2 separate regions of the Triticum aestivum genome follow, and region 1 is linked to region 2. The links are chromatin contacts, called in public Hi-C maps. All regions are on one chromosome and are shown on one strand. The core of a region is the stretch at or near the end of the contact, and the rest is flanking DNA. Distances in the headings are between cores, read along the strand shown. Region 1 has its middle 42 kb from the start of LOC123062629. Region 2 holds the start of LOC123062628 (transcription factor DIVARICATA).

Evidence for each region. A called contact is a pair of places that touch in the nucleus more often than the background predicts.
Region 1: a contact with region 2 is called in a Hi-C map of leaf, with 3 times the contacts expected there. The contact joins the enhancer-like site here to the promoter of LOC123062628 in region 2. A contact is called at or near these places in 3 of 5 Hi-C or Micro-C datasets (leaf and an unstated tissue).

Annotation. Positions count from the first base shown.
Region 1 is chr3A:616,984,044-616,986,960 of IWGSC CS RefSeq v2.1, reverse strand. No RefSeq gene overlaps it. Among protein-coding and RNA genes, the nearest start is that of LOC123062629, 42 kb to the left of the region's middle. Within about 2 kb of position 1,555, at least 1 of the 8 cell types and tissues checked has an H3K27ac peak or open chromatin away from gene starts, as enhancers often do.
Region 2 is chr3A:616,815,021-616,818,099 of IWGSC CS RefSeq v2.1, reverse strand. It overlaps LOC123062628 (transcription factor DIVARICATA), which reads left to right and starts at 1,765. Exons shown (of 2, transcript XM_044486230.1): 1 at 1,765-2,415; 2 at 2,499-3,079. The coding sequence starts at 1,976. The coding sequence ends at 2,937.

The DNA of each region.
Region 1 (2,917 bases), core at 306-2,805, 170 kb before region 2:
GTGAACATTAAAATGTTTTTCCTTTCCGTCTTTTTCGTTTCCCGATGTGTAGTGGGTTTGCTCAGTAGAGATGGTAGAGCGCACAAGTATTTGAAGGAAAGATGCAGCCTTATTAAAAGAGAAAAAGTCTATATTGAACTATGATTTGAATTCATTTCTTATTAGTTTCCAAGTGAAAAATATTCATTGCCTTTAAGCCTTTTAGAAAAGAAGTGAGCATTTCTGCAGGTTCTATTTTCCCTAAACTAATGAACCGAATGGTAGAGAGTTTTTTTTAATAAACAATAAAGAAGGAATCAACATAATGAGCAATGGGTTAGGATCAATCCTCTTTTCATTATTTCCTTTTCATTTTTCTATTTTAAAACTCGGAATATTTTTCAAATTTGTGGACATTTTTTGAAATTCAGGAAGAATTTTTGAATTTTGCGAACATTTTTTCAATTCATGAACATTTTTTAATAGGAGAACAATTTTCGAAATTTAGGAATAATTTTAAAATTTGTGAACATTTCTGGAATCAATGAACATGTTTTGAAATCCGTACGTATTTTCAAATTAATGATGATTTTTTGGGATTCAGGGACATGTGTTAAAAGTACTAAACATTTTTGGACTATGATTTTTTTAATTCATAAACATTTTCTAAAAGTTGTGAACACTTTTTGAGTTCATGAAAATTTTATGAAATCCAGAACATTTTTTAAATTCGTGATTTTCTAAAATTCATAAGAAAAAACTAATTCATGAACAGGTTTTGATATCCCAAACAATTTTTTGGAATTTGGTATTTGTGAACAGTTCTGGAAGTAGAAAACAAAAATGGAAAAAATGGAAAATGAAAGAATAAAAATAGGAGCGTCCAACCCGCACAGGGGGCGGGGGGTGTGCTTGATTGGTGGAATTCTGCCGACCCGCATGATAAATAGGAGCTCCTGCCATATCCACTAACCACTAGTATCTCCGATGAAGCCCTCAAAAAAAGCTATCTCAGGCGAAATTATGGGCTAGATCATAATATAGTGTAGGCTTTTAGACGAGTCGATGATATATTCATCGCCATTTTATTGTATCATACTCCCTTCATCCTGAATTATTAGCCTTCATTTATATAGATACGGATGTATCTTCCTTTTTTACGGGAGATACAGATGTATCTAACACGTAATTTGAGACGGAGGTATACTATACTTAACCCAAAAGTTTGCTAACCAGCTAAAAATGTTTTTTTTTAGAAGAAGCTAAAACGCTTCTAGACGGCCCGTAGTCCATAGCGCGATCCGTCGCAGCCCGCTAACGGAGCATGGTTCTTAGCCCACTTTGGCGTTCCTTGGTCGTCCACTGCGTGCCTGATCACGTTTCTTGTCAGTTAAGCGTACGAGACGCTTTCAGATATGCACGGGCGGCTGTCGATGGCTTTCTACGGCAGCGGGATACCAGTAGAATATTGCTAAAGTGTGTGAAAAGAAATGTACACACACAGGATCCTTACGGCGCCTCATGAACGATAGGACGGAATTCAGCTGGATTCCACATCCGCACCCGAACCGGCAGAGCTCAATGGCCGCCGCACCGGATTCTAAGGGCATGTACAATGATGGCATATGGATACATATGCCCCATGCCAAAAATTAATTTGAGACATCTACATTTATTTTTCTTCCCAGTAGGAGTGGGCCTTATTAAAAAATAGAAAATAAAAACTCTAATATACATGCATCTCTACTTTTTACTCTAACCTTTTTAACTTTTGTCATCGCACCACATTTTTTTCTTCAAACACCCGCCTTCTGAAAAGGATCCTGTTTTTCTATCCAAACCTACTTTACGTCATATCTGATCATACATGGCATATGAGGCATCACCTTAAGGCTATGCATTGTACATGGCGTAACTAATCACCCAACTACGCAACCGCGCGACAAATATTGTATACGCGGGCCGTTGAAAAGCGGGAGTACTTGGCGCACGAATTCGTGGCAGGGTCGCAGGTCGCCGGGTTTAAAATTGTCCACGGCGCCGAGTGGGAGAGGAGTGCTCAATCTGCGCCCGACACCGCATCGGCCGCGGACGAAACAGCTGAGGCCCGCACCGCGTCAGTCACCGCCGGGGGCGGGCGGTAGTTGGTCACGTCGACGTGGGCCACGACAGCGAAGGATCCCATTCCAACCTCGATTGCTACGTACGGCGGGTGAGCGCTGGGCGGGCAACCAGGCAAAACCCCAAGACCCAGGCTGCGGAGTAAAACGACCAAATGATTATAGTACTATTAATAAATCTGGCTAGAAATTCGAATTTATTTTCCTATATTTATTTATTTTTGAACACAGTACAGACGCAAGCACTCGTATATATACGCGCATACACACCCATATAAACACACACGCACACCATACCCCTATGAGCACCTACGAGAGACTAAGTCGACATGTCATCTTAAGATTTTATAAAGTCATCGTAAGCGTCTCATAGTCGACGAAAACATCTGAACGCATATCGCCGGAAATGCCGAAATAAATTTAGGATAAATGCTTCCATATGAAGTGTAAACTTAATGGATTTTGGAGTTGATACAAGGGATGATTCTTTGACCCGGAATCACCGTGGAAAATATTCAACGATTATGTTTATTTGTGTATGAGCAATGTCTAGGAGAGTATTCAACAATATAAGACGACCAACAGTCAGTGTCATTGCTAATCTAGACAAATTATAAGTGTGCTCTTATTTGGTGGATGATTTGTAAGGAGGACACCATGATCCAAACAACAAGCATCCATGGGTACATAGTTTTTTTTGGCAAAACCATCACAATAGAAGAAGAAAAAATGCGGTGAAAACGACATTGTCAATCTTTCATCAGGTAGGCAATATCGGGAGCTTTTGGACTGAACTCTAAGCTCTCATAGAAGAAAGA
Region 2 (3,079 bases), core at 516-3,015:
CGACGCTCAAGCGTCATCGTCGCCAGATCGAACCGCCAAAGGCTATTTCACCATGAAGACTAAGTCCCTGCAAATCTGAGCAATGCCTCAATAAGGTAATGACACATTGCCAGACATAACCAATTAGGGCTAGACCTCGGGTTCACCCCGGAGCTCGGGATCGATACTTGAGAAGCACCAACAAATCAAAGTCATCATCTGTTGTCACCACCAATTCCCGATCCCGACACCTACATGTGCAATATGGTATTGACATGAACTGCCACACAATGACCATGCTCGCACAAGTAGTCGAGCCACAACAAGATATAGTCAACACCAAAGGCTCGAATAGCAAAGGTTGTCATCGCACATGTGACGGAGATTGATGAGGTAGAAAGGTCACTGGCACTGCCAAAATCCCAATTCGGGATGCTTCGGCAACCCCACACCGTCCTCATGCTCCATCATTCTGTCTGTGGCGACAAAACATAATCATCGTTGCCGCTGATTATGAAGATCCAAGATCCCCCGTACCGGCACTGCAATCGCCTAGCAGAGCAGGAGCGTGTCGTCACCTCCGCGCCCAAGTAAGACAACAGGCAGATGCTGCCGCACGCGTACCTAGTGATAGGATTGTGGCCACCGACGTCGTCACCAGAGACCGCCTACCCATACACAAAATCCACCATTGCTGCTGCACAACCATGCTCTATGCCTCAAGCCATCGCTCATAGGTTGCATCTCATCATTGAGGGCTACCAGACGAAAGACCTCCCTACCGCAGCCTTCATTGACCAGTGTCGGGGCTTAGGCCAACCACTAGTACCAAGCAATGGCAAGGGGAAGGGAGGATGGAGAGGTGGGAGATGGCGGCTTAGGTTTCGATGCCTACGGCTATCAAAAGGGAGGCACATATGCTATGTGGTGCAAGTTTTTTTTACTTTGCATTATATCTGCCACAATAATGTTGTACTTTGTACAATGTCTCATAAAAACATGTTTCAAAAACAATCTGAATAACTTCTTACATGTGTAACAAAAAATTGTACACCTACATATCCTAGTTATGGAACATGATCAATTCCTTCGATTTCGTCTCTTCAAGGATCGACTCAATTCCAAGAGCAACCTCTTCAAGAAAACCATCACCCCTTTTGCAAAAAAAAAAAATTCACCCCAACGGCCACTGCTGCCCTAGATGCGAGGCTCCAGTTGATGACGACCTTCACATGTTCAGTACCCAGTAGCCATCCAGATGTGGGATGGCCTACTTCACCCGGTGCCACCCTCCATCGAGCTCATTTGGGTTGTCCCCACGCTGTCGGATCTCCATGACGATATTTCGCCATCGATTGCTCTTTCCTTGTTATGGAAGATTTGGGATTCCAGAAACATGCTTGTCTTTGGCAACGAACTCCACTTTGCAAGGACCAATGTTAGAAATTTAGCTAGCGACTTCACTCTTTGAACTTTATACGAAAGTGTCTCTAAGAAGGATGCCTTCATGCCATGGCGTCAATACCTCTCTTCACGCTCTAGCGCACAATTGGAAAGCTCGCCTTTTACTCGTCTTTGAGTAATGCATTCGGGTATGTATCCTCTCCCCTTAGTGATTTGTCAAAAATTCAATTCCTCCGGTTAAAATAATTCATACATGTCTGAAAAAGCAAGACATATATTCAACAAAACTGAATCTTGTTACTATTAGCTAGCACTCTCCTCTTTTACCTCTTGTGCTTGGTTGAGAGGCCACAAACTCCACCAAGGCCCAATCACAAGCATCCACTTTCTTTTTGCTCATCTCCTCAAGGCCTCCAACGGTGGAGGCGGAATAAACTCCGGCCACTTTTTGTAGCCGCCCGGAATTTGATACTCCCCCGGTCCTCCCCTATATAGGCGCGCCTCCTTCCACCTCCCCCCTTCGCCACTTTCCTGCCTTCCTCCATTGCTCGCCGTCCCTAAGCCAGCTCAGGTAGCAGCAACTAGAGCCGACATGATGGCGGAGGCGTGGGCGGACGTGCTGCCGCCGCCGGCGCCCTACTTCGCCGGGCAGCCGTGCTGGGCCGTGCAGCCGGAGCGTCGCGGAGGGGGCGCGTGGACGCTGGAGGAGAACAAGGTGTTCGAGGAGGCGCTCGCGGCGATCGACCTGGACGCGCCGGACCGGTGGGAGATGGTCGCGCTGATGCTGCCCCGGAAGACGGTCGCCGACGTGGTGAACCACTACCGGGCCCTCGAGAACGACGTGGGGTTCATCGAGGCCGGGCTGGTCCCGTTCCCTCACTACGACAGCTCGTCCCCTTCGTCCGGGTTCACCCTGGACTGGGACGGCGGCGCCGCCGGCGCCGGCGGGTTCAGGCGCGGCTACTGCCTCAAGCGCGGGCGCGCCGACCAGGAGCGGAAGAAGGGCGTCCCGTGGACGGAGGAGGAGCACCGGTAAGCCGCCATCTTCGTGATCTTCTTCTTGTGCTTGGATTCTTGGTGGCGGAAATCTGATCGCGTTCGTGCTCCGCGTGCAGGCTGTTCTTGAAGGGGCTGAAGAAGTACGGGCGAGGGGACTGGAGGAACATCTCCCGCAACTACGTGACGAGCCGCACGCCGACGCAGGTGGCCAGCCACGCGCAGAAGTACTTCATCCGGCTCACCTCCGGCGGCAAGGACAACAAGCGCCGCTCCAGCATCCACGACATCACCACCGTCAACGTGCCCGACGACGACGACCGCGGCAGCCCCTCGGGGTCCCCGCCGTCCGCGCTCACCACCGTCGACACGAAGCCCTCGCCGCCGTACGGCGGGCAACGGCACGCCTTCGTGCCGTCGACGCTGCAGCCGGGGACGCTCGGCGGCGGCCACCCCTACGGCAGCGTGAAGCTCGAGCACCAGGGCTCGTTCATGGACGGCATGGTCGTCGACCTCGACGAGTCGCTCCTCCTGCAGATGCAATGCGGCCAGCTGTGACGGAGCTTTCTCGCCGCGGCAAAGCCCGCACGGAGGACAAAACAGCGGCGGGCACCTATCACCATCATCGCATCCACGGGCGTGCTTGCCTCGAGAGCAGTTTGGTTGCAGAGTCGCTGTGCTCGTGTCTCTCTCGACCGAC